2 separate regions of the Zea mays genome follow, and region 2 is linked to region 1. Evidence: chromatin contacts called from public Hi-C data. All regions are on one chromosome and are shown on one strand. Each heading gives the region's core, a stretch centred on a gene start, on an enhancer-like site or on the middle of the called end of the contact. The rest is flanking DNA. Distances are from core to core; before and after follow the strand shown. Region 1 holds the start of LOC100194201. Region 2 has its middle 82 kb from the start of LOC100194201.

What was found. A called contact is a pair of places that touch in the nucleus more often than the background predicts.
Region 2: a Hi-C map of tassel shows a contact between it and region 1, with 2.3 times the contacts expected there. The contact joins the enhancer-like site here to the promoter of LOC100194201 in region 1. A contact is called at or near these places in 2 of 25 Hi-C or Micro-C datasets (ear and tassel).

What each region holds. Positions count from the first base shown.
Region 1 is chr5:114,381,437-114,388,931 of Zm-B73-REFERENCE-NAM-5.0, forward strand. LOC100194201 reads right to left here and starts at 4,069. Exons shown (of 4, transcript NM_001139246.1): 1 at 4,022-4,069; 2 at 3,557-3,956; 3 at 3,354-3,458; 4 at 2,884-3,258. The coding sequence starts at 3,945. The coding sequence ends at 3,252.
Region 2 is chr5:114,464,226-114,471,720 of Zm-B73-REFERENCE-NAM-5.0, forward strand. No RefSeq gene overlaps it. Among protein-coding and RNA genes, the nearest start is that of LOC100194201, 82 kb to the left of the region's middle. Within about 2 kb of position 3,531, at least 18 of the 20 cell types and tissues checked have an H3K27ac peak or open chromatin away from gene starts, as enhancers often do. A contact at or near this core is called in ear and tassel, where this site is marked.

The sequences.
Region 1 (7,495 bases), core at 2,819-5,318:
AGTGCTTGAAGAGCAGCTGGGTCGCAATGTTTTCACTTACGTCGACGACATTATCGTCGCAAGCAAAAATGAGGAAGACCACATTGCTGACCTCGTCGAAACGTTTGCAAGAATGAGCGAAGCAAGGTTTCGCCTAAATCCAGATAATTGTGTCTTCGGTGTTCGCCAGGGCAAAATCCTGGGCTACCTTGTATCCCATAGAGGCATCGAGGCCAACCCCACCATGGTCAAGGCAATAATGGACATGCAGCCTTCACAATCAGCAAAAGACATCCAAAGGCTCACTGGAAGGCTGGTAGCATTAAACAAGTTCATTTCGCGATTTGCGGAGAGAAGCCTACCTTTCTTGAAGACCCCAAGGGGAGCAAAAAACTACGTCTGGGGCCCCGAGCAGGCAACAGCCTTCGATTCAATCAAAGCTTATCTTTCAGAAATGATAACCGTAACAAGCCTAAAGCCCGCATCCTCCCTACTCCTGTACGTCGCAGCATCCCATCAAGCAGTCAGTGCATCTTTGGTGCTGGAGAAGGCCAAGGATGGGAAACTACAATAGCAGCCTATATATTTCGTCTTAGAGGTCCTTGACAGCTCTAAGTGCAATATGTCAGAAATGGAAAAAATAGCTTACGTTGTGCTCATGGTGTCATGAAAGCTGCGACACTACTTCAAAGCACACAAGATAAGAGTGGCAATAGACGTAAGTCTCTGGATACCGCATAGTCTTCAAGTCCAGAAATTCAATCAAATCGCAAGTCCTAGCTGACTTTATAGTGGATTGGATGGGACCTTCACAATATCGGCACCCAGACCTTGAAACATATTGGATAATCCACTTTGAAGGCGCCTGGTGTCATACGGGGGTCGGTGCAGCAGTAGTAATTACAACCACATCAGCCGCCAAGTATAGATATGACGCTCGATTAAACTTTGCTCTCGAGACAGACAAATGTACCAATAACATTGCAGAGTACGAAGCATTCATCCTCGGACTCTGCAAACTCAGGGCACTCGGCGTTAAGACTTGCATAGTCAAGAATGATTCCAAAGTCATCGCCTGCCACGTATAAAAAGATTGTACAGCCCGAGAGCCAGTCTTCCTCCAGTATCTGTCGACTGTGCGATGTCTGGAGATGCAATTCAAGGGTTTTTCAATCTAGCATGTGGACCGAAGCAAAAATGAGGAGGCATATATTGTATATTGTATTTTGATGATTTTGCGTAGAAAGGAATTAATAATACATAAGTAGTATAAAATTCATGTAATTTTACGGAGACGCAACATATGTCTACATATATTTCTAAAAAATGATTGGACTCAAGTAGTGGCTAAATGATTACGACACTCGTGAAGTCGTGATATGTGTGGAATGGTGTCTTACCACGGTATCCGACAAAAAAATCTGTTACCGATGCTATCTGTGTCCGACTAGTTTCGTATTCAACACGTGGCTATCCGTATTTGCATCCGAGAAGATTCGTATTTGTATTTGTATCCGAAGCTATCCGTATTCGAATTCAAATCTAAATAAAAATATGAAAACAAATATGGTTTCTATAATATTCGTCCGTATCCGATCCGATTACATCCCTAATTGTCGGATTCAACATGGTTCACCCTCCCATTGAAAACACGTTCCCCGCTCGGCGAAAATCGTCCAAAACCCACTAATCCCGAGCAGTTTATATCTTTCAAATTTGGAATCCGCTTTTTCATTTTTCTCGCCGAAAACCACCGCTTCCAGACCGAGAAACGAGAAGGAATCAATTTTCCTGACTGAGAAGGTGGTTTTTAAATTTTTCGACTGATTTGTATTTGAAATCAATAAACCGATTTATCTTGACGTGAAACCGCTGTTTTTACCGGTTTTCTTTTTTTTTTGCCTTTTTTGCTGTTTTTTTTACCGGTTTCATTTTTTATAAAAATTTCAAAACTTTTGAATTTTAAATAAATTTTAGAAAACACTGGAAACCCATTACCGGTCTGGTCTCATAACAGGAAACCAGAGCGGTTTTGTAAACCGTGACACGCGGTGATACGCCTGACAAGGTCCTCATGGATTCGGGCGCTAAAGGCGCGCGCGGCGGCGGCGGGCAACGCGACGCAGCCCCGGCCCCTGGTCACTGTGGTCGTCGGCCGTCGCCCCAAAGACGAAAAGCCTCCGCGCTGCCCCTCCTATCCACTGCGGCTCTGCGCAGTCCCTCCCATCATCTTGAAAATCCGTGCAAAAGAGGCAGACTCCCTCCTCTCCAAAGGCAGCGAGCCAGCCACCGTACAACGCCAGTGCTCCCGTCCCGCCTTTAGTTACCTGCGGGCCGCTTTGGTCTGGATGCGCTGCCGCTGCATGCCCCGCCCGGTTCTCGCCGGTCGCCACGATAAAAGGCGGGCAGGCAGGCAGAGGGAGGAAAGAAGCCGCCGCGCGGGCAAAGCTAAAAAGCACAGTGCACATGCATGTATAAAGGTCTCAAAGGAGTCGAGGCGATCGAAGAAGGGATCTTCCTCAGGCCCAGAGCCGGCCCGCTGCGGCGGCGACGTGCGTCTGGGTGGGGTACTGGGGCGTGGGAGGGAGCTGGCCGGCCGCTTTTGACTGAGATAGATGGGATCTTTCCTCTCAGACAGACAGCCTCCGGCTCAGGCGCGGCTCAAGCTGCAAGCGCCTTATCGGCCGGCACAGCAGTAAATGACTTGGGCTCGAAGAGAGCTAAAGACAAGGCATGGGCGAGTTCAAAGAGCATCCAATGCGGACAGTGACAAACATGCATGCGGTCTTCTTCACACGACGCGTTCCGTTGCATGCACGTGCATGAAGCTAGCTAAAACGTTATCTGAAGCCTCCCAGCATCCGTCAGAACTATTTACCCATACACATGAACAAGATATTATATAGGAAGGCAACAGAACTAGTTAATAGTACTTGTGAAGCAAGCGTTTTGGGGTTACATCAGATCCAAGCGCAAACATGCATGCGGAGACGAACGTAACTGAAAATGAAACAGCAAACATAGGTCTCATCTGGGGTCTACTGTCCCCAGATAAATGGGGAACCAAATCTTAAAAGAAACGCGCGGTAGGGGTACCGGTGGAACAAAACTAGTGATAGGGCATGCATCGCGGGTGTCTTTAATTTTGCAATTAAATCTACTGCTGCTCCCTTATGATGTGATGATGAGGACTCCTCTTCAATTCATGCTGCTGCTGCTGCTCCTGCTTCGTCGACGCGCGCTATAGCTGTAAACTTTGCTCTACCTACACCTCAGTGCCTGCAGCAAACGGAACGTTCGGTCAGATCATGCATGCACACACAGCAGCCAGCAAAATTAAAGGAGGAAATATATGGATTTATTTGGTAAATTACAAGTAGTTTTCGTAGGTCGTCGTGGCAGCGCTACCGGAGTCCCGTGGCGCGTTGCACCTGAAACATTCCATCCTGCTAGCGAAGTTGTGCTCGTTGCAACCGGACCTGTACGTAAAATATATATATTATTCAGCAACCTCATCATTCCATGCACATATGCATGCAGACAGAAAGAAGCCACAAATTAAAACACGACGCAGCACCTGGTGCAGATCCAGTCTCCAGACTTCCAACCGGGGCGGTTGGTACGGGCGGCAGCGCCGCTGCCGAAGCCGGCGTAGCCGCGTGAGCGTGACATGTCACTATCAAAGGCGCCGGCAGCCTCCTCCTTGTAGGCAGAGCACCTGAAGCAGTTGGAGCGGCTGGCGAAGTTGTGTGCGCCGCAGGAGCAGTACCAGTCACCAGGGCGGACATCAGAGCCAGCACCAAAGCCACCGCCGAAGGAGGAACCACCACGCCCACCCAAGTCGCCACCACCGCCGCTACGATCACCAACTCCACGTGGTTCACTGCAGCGCTGGCATGCATCCCGACGGCTGAAGTTGAGGTGCTGGCACGCCCTGCAGTCCCAGTCTCCTGGCTTCCTGTTCATCTTGCCGCCGCCTGCACCCAGATAAAAAAAATTTCAAAGAGCTAGAACCAAGAAGATATACACAAAGCTAAATTACCTAAACAAAGCTCTCTCTCCTAGCTAGCTGGAACAAGTGCTATGGAGCTAGCGAAATGGTGATGCAGCAAGGTGCGTCTGTGCAGGGGTATTTATAGCGAAGTTTGGAGGGGATGCTGAAACCGAGGGTGAGCCTATCTTTGTGCCTTTGATTCTTGGTGCCCGCGAAGAACAAGGGAATCACGTAAAACTAGAAGAAGAAAAGAAAGAAAGAAAGCTAAGAGGGGGAGTTAAAGAAAAGAAGAGAAAGCGTCATTAAAGGGAAAAAGAATTATGGGGAGGGAGTTTGAATGCCTACTTTGCCCTGCATCTTAGCCTGCCGTGGCAACATCTTTTGAGACATGGGATGGAGGGATGCGCACTTCTTCTTCGTATTCTTGTGCTTAGGAAATATGGCGTGTGCTCACAATGTCTATCCAAAATACAGGATAACGCTGCAGTATGAAATTTGAGAAGGAGCTAGGTTGGTATAGCATCCGAAATATGGCGTGCATGTAAATATTCTCTGTTTTCATGGCATACTTCAAGTCGATGCAGTTAACTTCCTAATTTTGAAGGTATAACACGTTCCAAAACAACAAACATATCTGTGCTAAAAGACAGAAAACATAATGTATGCCAACAGTACAACTCATCGCACTACATCGACCATCGCACAAAATATATGAAAGGAAAGGCAAAACCTAAAATTAGCACTTATTAGATTCTGATGCAAATAGTGTTAAGAATGGAGCCTGTCATTGTAAACCTATGCTTATTTATCATCGATATATATACAACCTTTGATTCATGCAGCTAAAGAAAAAGGTCATTCCTGTTTCTGATATTCAATGCTAGCTTTGCTTTCTTTTACTATCAATTATTGAGAAAAGACAATGGAATCCATTCCAAGCAACCATCACATCAACTCAGCGCTATAACCATTTCTGTCGAGCAATCTACAACAAGTCCATGGCCCACCCATATCATTTATTCAGCATAACTTGATGTAAGCAAGCCTCTTTCAACACAAACACCCTTTTTTCATGAATTTAGAGGTCCCTTCCATAGCCATAATTAGCTGGTGATAATTAGGTTTCTGAACCATATATATATATATATATATATATATATATATATATATATATATATATATATATATATATATATATATATATATATATATATATATATATATATATATATATATATATATATATATATATATATATACACTATCACTAATATGACAAAAAGAGTTCCATAATTAATTGTCAGAGAAATATTTCTAAGAAGATGCAAAAAAGTAGGTGTTCCGGATCAGAAATGGACTAGCTGATTTTCCGGATAAGAAGGAACAAGTATGAATATGAAGACACTGCCTTACCAAGTGAATATTCTAAATGCAAAGACAGATAGGAGCATAAAGTGTTCAGCAGCTTACCAACAGCGTAACATCTACTTCCACCATTCTAAATTACAAAATATATATTTCGGCATTTCTACATATATATATAGCTTTTGCTATGCACTTGATTTACACTATCTACATATATAATAAAGGTGATGTACCTAGAAAAACTATAACATTTTATAATTTCCAAGAGAGAGAGAGAGAGAGAGAGAGTACAACAGGATGTGCATGTGACAAAAGAGAAATTAGCACTAGTTAAAGAACACACTATCTTCTCAACTAAGTGGATCCAACATGTGAGAAACTTTTTCTTTGCAGAAAGGAAAAAAAATTAAGAGAAGCTCCCCACCCCTACCCCCTGGATACGTTCATGCAAAAAAAAACAAATGTCTTTAAACAAATATGATATGGTTGAGAAGCAAATACATTTTACCCCAGTTCTGCTCACCAAATGACCCGAGCTATCTTACTTTTGGCACAAACTGATATACCACTTGGGCCCTAGCGTTTTTTCCTCATATACTAAAAATAGCAATTGTTGGTTATCGAAATGCAAATGCATACTCGAAGACGGTCAGATGATACAAAATTGAATGGGTGAAAGTGAGAGAAGAGAAAGAAAAGCCAAAACTAAAAATCAAGACATAGGCACATAGCCAATTGAATTGCTGAGATGGTAAGCATTGAGAACCAGGCTTTATCTTTTTCGCTGTAAGAGAGGGAATTTTCGAATGCAGAGAAAGATTTCACGCACAAAACGAGATAAAAAAATGATTCCTGGGCAGAAAGCAAGCAAAGAGAGGAGCTGATGCATAACTGGTGAGAGTGCCTGAAGGGTGGCGTTGACCACTGCCTTTATAACTCTTTGGACATCCTTTTAATTTTCGGTTGTGTTTTAAATCCCCTGTGTTGTTTCCCTTATCCTTTTATCATGCTAATCCTTGAGGTTTTATATTACTGGATTTACTTTCGCTTTTTATCTACTGCATTTATTTCATTTCTTTTATGTTACCGTGCTGTTACAAGTACTAGCAGTCATGGTAGTAGATGCTACCAAAGATATAGGTTTCAAAACCATAGGATGATATGCCTTCTCTTCCATTCCATTCTCTTGGGTGAAGTGAAAGGAGAAGCAGATAGAAATCATGGAGTATTGTAAAAAACTGAGGGGCCAAAAGCTAGTTTTGGATTCTCTCCTAGGGAAGTGCTTCCATGCATGACCATGACCAAACTCCAAAGGAAGCGATCACTTGATAGCCCCTAACATGCTTTGATTCTCTGCTTTTACACAACCAAGAAGAAACAGCCAGGGCCTTTAGCTTTTATGGTAACAAGCATACTCAGATTAAAATTAAGACTTTGTAACAGAGCACAAATGATCTTCAGCAACAACCCTATGTTCTATCAAGTGCTTTTTGACTGGTGGGGCCAACAAGACCTTCAAGATGTGCAGATTTCAATGGAAATGTCTAGGCATGAACTGATAAACTATAAAATTGAAAAACTGAAGATTAAACTATAAATATGTACTCCCTCCGTTCGCTATACAGTTCAAATTTGAACTAAGCAACGTCAAATAAAAAAAAGAGGTAGTATCATCTTTGCACAACAAACAGCCTGTACCCATATATATATATATATATATATATATATATATATATATATATATATATATATATATATATATATATATATATATATATATATATATATATATATATATGGCGCTGCTAAAATGCACCTGGGTGCATTCTCTATATTGAATGCACTCAGGCGTAAGTCCTGTTTCGCGCGCCTTCCCACCCCCGCCGCCGTCGCGCGCATCCCTATCCCCGCGCCGTCGTCGTCTCCTCCTTCCTTCGATCCTCTAAACCTAGATCCCACCGCCGCCGAGCGCCTCCCTGTCCTCGCGCCGCCGCGCGCCTCTTTGTCTGCGTGCCTCCCTGTCCCCCGCATTAGGTGGGATTGCAAGCCCGCATTATGTGTGATTGCAACTGTTGTATAATTTTACTCAAATATCTGTTAAAAAATGTAAACAAAATGATTGCAACCGATGGTGTGTTGTAATTGCAACTGCTGGTG
Region 2 (7,495 bases), core at 2,281-4,780, 82 kb after region 1:
ACATACCTTAACCTTGATTTGTACTTTGTTCACCATTTTACACTTAGGCACTTATGTTAGACACTAAATCACCAAAATACTTAGAAATGGCCCAAGGGCACATTTCCCTTTCAGTAGCAATACAAACAAACATGGTATAGGCAACATAAACATCACACCAAACATAAGAACAAACTACGCAGTAATAATCTACACATTAAAATAAAATCCTAGGAACAGGAATCATAATTTTTGGAGTTATAGGTTTTAAGATATGAATTTTTTCAAGGTTTAATGTGCTTGAAATAGGATTAAATGAGAAATTAATTTTCTTACTGTTGTCATGATAAAACAGAGGCTCTAAGTGATAGATAATAAAATTATAAAATTTTAGGAACTGGAATGGAGTAATTTGGAGTTAGTATGAATTTTCTATGAATTTATAAAATTCTAGTAATTATTTTCATGTTAGAAATCCATTTTCTATTCATTTATTCGATTTAAACTATCTCTGGACTGGGCGCACTATTTCGGAGAAAGACAGGGGGCTCGGCGCAAAAGGTCCCAAGACACAGAGTCCTGCAGACAAGACTGTGGGTTATTTTCTTAGAAGCATAGGGTCTCTTTAGTAAATATGCCAAGGCGAAAGGGTATCTCCCGCCCGGAGCCGTCCGATTAGACATCAACGGCTCAGATTAAAACCGATCCCCCCTTGAAACGGTACTGAATCACAGCCATCGGATCACGATCCGAGGCTTCCCGAGATGGCCACGCCTACACCAGATCCCAAGCGTCCATCAACGGATCTACGGACATATTTTAATGTTGCCAAGAGGTATCGCCCGTCTAATCCACGCCGCCCACCGACAGATCTACGGTCCATAGTCTCTCTGACCCAGATCAAATCCCAGCCGCCAGCTACTGATCCAGCGGTCGCGGCATCATCTTCCCACACTGCCAACAGGCACGGCGGCGCACCTAAGGCAGCGGCGGATCCCTCACCGGCGTCGCGCTAACCGCGAGCCCGACGAGCAGATCACCCCGAGGAATCGCGCAAAATGAAATCCACCTACTCGTGAATTGGATAGGGGGCGCCATACCGAGATTTGACGAGGCGGTGATGTCACCCAGGATGCACAGCACGTCCGCGGCGGAAACGAAACTCCGACGACGAATTCAGGCCGCCACCGGGGTCGTTCCTTCCTGGGATGAACGCGAAATCTTCAGTCGACAACCCGCAAGACCCCCGGACAAGACTTCGAGGGCGCGGTCGTTGGTAATCTAAGGTTCACACACGGCGGTGAGCTTTCACCCGCACTCCCTCTCCTCTGTCTCTCTCTGTGGGTTCCACGGTCAAGCTTCCACGCCTATGGCGGAGTCCACAGGGCTTATAAGCTCACGCCCCCGCGGATCACGGTGGGCAGGTGCGCCTATCCACGAGCTGCCGAGCATGCGGACACCGTCGCGATCCCGCTAGATGCGGATTTCCGTTGGAGGCGAAATAGCTGACAGGTGGGGGCCGCACTCCAGCGACAGTCCATCATCAGCGCGCGCGCGTGTGCAGATGACAGAGGTGGCCCACAGGTCGGCGCAACCAGGGAGCGGGTGTAATGGGCTGCGCGAAGAGCTGGAGATGGGCCGGTTCTGCAAGTTTCAGCCCATGCGCTAGTTTTTCTTTTTCTTTTACTTTTCCTTCTTCTGATTTATATTTTTCCCATCTCATTTGAATTCAAATTTCACACTTAAATCTTTTGGTGAATTCTTCTTAGATTGAAAGTATAATTTGAATATAATGGTCTTACTTTTATTTATAATATTTGTCTTGTATATATTTTATTTTATTTTTGTACTCCTTTTCCTCCCTCCACATTTCTTTAGGGTTTTAAATTCCACTTTGGATTTAACATATTCATTTTTATATTATTTTTACATTGTCACAAGTAATGCACACACAATAAAATCGAGCATGATGCATAATTTGGTAGTATATATTTTTATTAATTGTTTTTGGGCATGATGTTCACATAAGATGATGCATAAAGATCAAACTCACATGAAGAGAAATTGTTTCCCTATTGGTATTATTTCTAGCAAATTACAAAGTGGGTGTTACATGGAGCAACAGAGAACATACCCACGCCCACCGTACCCGATGAGCATAACAAATGACCCAATAAAATACCCATGTGTATCAAAATCCGCCATACCCGTGCCCTAATAGGGTTTTTACCCATCGGATTTCGGGTTTCGGGTACCCATTGCCATCCCTAAGCCCGGTGGCTAACTCGCAATTGATTCCAAGACTCAGTATAACCCCCTGAGTGGACGGCGAGTTTATTTTTAATAAAGCTAGGGGCTCTTGTGCATATTTTCCCAGTCGAAGGGGTATCCTTCGCTATCGGTCATCGGATCGAGAACGTGCGACTCAGATTAGATCGACTTAATAATTGAAGCGGTAAGCGCTAGCAGCCACTGGATCCGAGATCCACGTCCAACATTCGACCACGCCCGCGCCCACGCACAACCCTTCGATTCAAAATTGACGACAAGATTTTTATGCGATGACGGGGTATGTTTACTCTAATCGCGACTGTCCATGTGTGGATCTATGGCCCTAGTCATCACAATCCCTCATCTAATCTCGATCACTTGCCATGAGATCGACGGCCCAGGTCTTCAACCTCTGAAATATCCTCATTTCGATTTAATCTCCGCATCGCACCACATCCAACGGGAGGCGCGCGTCTTCTTCCTTCTGCCTGCTTAGTCTGACGGCGCGCCGGCAGCACGCAGTGCCACCTACACCGGAGACACGCATGCAAGCACAGCTACCCCATTCCCGAATCCAACTGTGTGCAAGCGCATGAGTAAGGGAGATAGTACGGAGGGAGGGGGTCACTTACAAGCGTGGATGCCGCGAGGTATTCCCGCCACAGCGAGGTACAGGCCCGCGCAATTTCTGCAGAGTACGGCGAGGGACACAGGTGGTGTTGCCACGCGCCACCGCGGACCCGCGGTAGAGTTCCTCCTCCGGTGAGGAATTTCCCAGCCACCAGGTCCCCATCGGTACCGCACACGGCGCATCTCTGTTCACAGCGACAGCGACCAGGGACGAGATCCGGTGAGCAATTCCCATGGGTCCGAAGCTTCCCCCGCAAATTGGGGACACACAGAGGCGCGGGACGGGCAAGCGAAGCTTCCTGACCACCGATTATGGTAAATCCGTCGACGGGTGTGATGGTCCTCGACAGCGGCATCACTCAAATTTCTCTGTGCTTCGTTAATGGAGGACGCGACAGGAGCGGAAGGGACGGCCCGGTTTTATATGGCTACTGGTTCCGAGTCCAGGGAAAAACCGGCCCACAAGCGATTGGTATGGCAGGCGAGAGATCCGATTAGTTGCAACAAACTCCGAGCCACGCGCGGAGAAGAATGGGTTAAGTTCAGCGGCGCCGTTCCTGCCGGATGACCACGGGGAGGGGAAGCAGATAGTCCTTACCGGTGGGTCCCACCCCAAAGCCACAGCGCGCGCAGCGCAGTCTGAGCCAAGCGAAGGGGAGCACGGGTGATGAGGCTCGCGCTCGGCTGTGCGACGGGCCAGTGGGGCCCGCATGGAAGTGAACAAGGGAACAAGCTGACGCGGGGGTGGGGGGGGGGGGGGGGGGGGGGGGGGGGGGGGAAGAACTGGGCCGGCCGGATTTTCGGCCCATGCCAGGTAGTTCTCTTTTTTTCTGCTTTTGTTTCCTATTTTCAGGATTTCAAACCCAATTTAAACTTCAAATACAAACCAAATGCACAACCAAAAACCAGCCAGAATACAAATATATTTTTTTATTATTTATTTATTATTACTTTTTTAGTAAATACTCCAAAACAAAGGATCATTCACATAGGAAAACCAAAGTTTCAATTAAATCATTCTCTCTTAAAACTACCTATACACCCACTATACGGGCGCACATGTTTTCTCCTGGGCATGGATTGTATTGGGCCAGTTTCGGCCTAGTACTATTCATGTTTTTCCTTTTTATTTTTCTCCTAGGGTTAGAGAATTCATAGGAAATTGTAGAAAAATGCTAAAAATGCAAGACCAATTTTGCTAGGCTCCTAAAATTCTATACTATTTAATAAAAATATTTTTATAACTTTAGTCCAAATAAGGAATTATGGAGTATTTAAAACAGCTAAAACCTATACTCCTAGAATTTTAGAAATTGATTAATAACTCCAAAAATCACTAAACTTTTTAGATGAGCTTTAAATATTATTTAGAAGCCTTAGATAAAGTTTGGCATGATTTGGACAATGTTTTATGCCTAAACCCCAAAACCCTAGTCTTCTATTGATGCGTGCCCTAGGGATTACAGTTCTGACTCCAAAAACCCTAGTTTTCCGGAGTTCCGTGAAGGAAAATTATATTCAAGACCTAAGATAATATACCTTTATTATCTTTGCATTTTCATAAGCATTATATGAGCATTCATGTTTGTATATATGATATATATAGAAAACGAAGAAGAAGTAGAAGTTGAAGAAGCAAGAGCTACACCACCACCTGAAGACCCACCTGTCGGGAATTACTTTTATTTTGACATTTGTGGAGCAGAGCTCGACTCTCCTATAACATAAGGCAAGACCCGGTGCATTTGCCACCTCCTTGCTATTTTAAAATCTTTCTCACTTGCTTGATGCATTAGGTGATAGGAGTTGTGCGCTAAACAAATTGATGCATTTCCTTCTTGAGAATTTGATTACCTTTCCTTGATCCCCTGTTTTATAAAAAGGTTTTTCTTTTGCTTAGTCTTGCTCTAGAAAAACAAAATGTTTTGTTTTGACAAAAGATGATGCTTCAAGTGGGATGGGATGTTTTCAAAATAAAACTTGATGGTGAATCCATCATGGCCGTGATGGGTTCAACATTAGAAAAGATGTACCTCTGTCAGGTACCAAACTTTGGGTTAAAATGATAAAGCTGAGACCGGGCGGGTGACTTGCACGAGAAGAGAGTGTCGGTGTAGTGTCTCTGTCTAAGTCGATTAAGGACCGTCTCGATGTAGGCTTGATGATCGAGGACCTTTTAACTGGTCACATGCCTCATCATGGGTAAGCTTTACCTTGGGCAGACTAATACCAGAATAAGATAACACGTAATGGGAGTGGAGAGATGGCGAGAGTAGCGTGTACCCTTCATGGCAAGAGGCTAGACGGTGTTGTATCTGTGCTCTCGGTTGACGTGAACCTGATCTGGTCTTAAGAATCCCGGTGGCGAGTTGACATATGCAAGGGTTAAGTGCTACATATGTCGTGTGATTGGAGATCCTCAGCTAGGTATTAATCGATTCGGATCGCTGTTACTTCTCGGACATGAAGACTTGGTCACTGACTTACACGTAGCATTCCAGTGAACAAGAAGGGTTGATAAGAAAATGGCTAGTCTAGGCCAAGTGCTTGAACTAGGGTAGAAAGAACTTTAGATTCAGGTAATGACTTAACTTGCTAATAAAACTGGATTTTTAAGGATCCACTATTAGTAAGCATTTTTGCAAACAGAGTCTTGATTATTGATTAAGCCTTACCTTGACTCCCTTAAAGCCAGCATATCCTTGAGAATCTTTTATTTTGACGGGTAAGACTTGTGAAAGTACACTTTGTACTCAGGGTTTTCGAACCCATGTTGTTGTAGGTGAGGAAGCAGCAAATTTTTGTTGCTTTTGTTCCAAGGTGGTGCCTAAGGAAGAAAATAAGGATTGAAGTCTCGGGAGGAAGTGTCCTCCTTTAAAAACTTTACTTTTAAACGGGAGGGGTTTTTTGCCGCCCAAGTTTGTAATAATATTACTCCAGCACTCTTATATATTACTGGTCTGTAATAATAATACTCTTTCTATACTTTAATATAAAATAAGTTGTTGTAACTGCTTCCGCATATTTGTATCTCCGATGTGTTGTAATATCTGCGCGACGGGTGAAACGCTCTTGGGCAAGGTAAAGAATTCAGATACTGAACTTATCAAGTGATCAGGTGCACCTGCAGGGTTGTCCGAGGTCCAATGGACAAGGAAAACTGTAGGTGGGTCTAATGACTTGGGAGGTTCCGTCACAGCTGGTATCGGAGCGAAGCCCATCTCTATAGATATTATGTGGCATTTTCAAAAAGAATTTTTAAGGACTTATCTAAGAAAATTTCTTTCCTTCTTATCTAACTACCTTCTGAAGTACTTATCTTATAAGATCAGGTAGTTGAGTGCAATGTATAGAAGGTGGTGAATCAACTAAGGTTGATTCTGTAATTATGCATGCATCATGTTAAAAACTATACTAATAAAGTTTTCCCCCTTATGAAGATATGCCGCCGCGCACGAGGAAAACCGCGCGTAAGTCCACTGGACCAATTGGCGTGCCTCGGCATCAGCTGGCTCCAAGGCATGAGGAGAGCAGCGGCGGCAGCAATGACCTCATTGGAGATCTAGAAGCCCAGGTGGAGCAGCTTCGAACGGAGCTACGACACAAAAACAGGGTGTGGGTCGAAGACGGTCAACGTATAAATGAATTAAGAGCTGACGTCCGACATCTGCAAGACGAGCTTGCCGAACGGGATTTGGCAATCGATTGGACTGTCAACTCACGTTCCATTGCTTGGGACCGAGAAGCCAAAGCTCGAGCCCGTGTGGAGGAGCTTAGCACGGCCGTTGACAACTTGCAGGTGTACTGCAATACATTACATGAGGAAGTTCATGAATTGTATTCGCGACTGCACCGAGACGTACCTGCCGATCCTGTTGGAATGGGAGCCGGACCTTCTGGAACAGCTGGTGAAGCACTGGGTGGGGAATTGGACCTTTTCAAGCCCCCTCCTATGAACCTGGCTGACGAACGGTCCCCTACAACCGACAACGAAGCTACTAAAGATGATAAATACTAGAGTAGTATAGTTTTGAAATAGTGCTAATGTAAAATAGGAAATGAAGTCATGTTGTACATTGAGTCTGTAGCATTACATCTTAAGTAATGTAAAATGATGGTGTGTATCAGTATGTTATATTTTTTCCAAATATTTCTTTGCTTCAGATGCCATCCCAAACTCGTGCACATGACGGCGCGGGAACGTCCCGTGGTCAAGAAGATACACCCAATCCACCGCCGGTACTGCCCACGTTGGCCGAGGCTATCGCTGTCTTGGTCACCGCGACCGCTGACAACACCCGCTTCCTACGTGAAATGGCGGGACATCAACTTCAGCAACAAGGCGGAAGGGCTTATCCGCAGGGACCCCGTGAAACTTCATACTTGGATTTCTCAGAAACCCGTCCCCCACTATTCGTCAAAGCCAAAGATCCTCTCGAAGCTGACGAATGGGTACGGCTCATTGAGCAGAAATTTGGACTCATTCGATGCACGGAGACCTAGAAGCTGTTGTTTGCGGCTCAACAGTTAAGAGGCCCTGCCAGCACCTGGTGGGGAAATTATGTGGCCATTCAACCTACTGGGCATCAAGTCACATGGGACGAATTTAAATTGG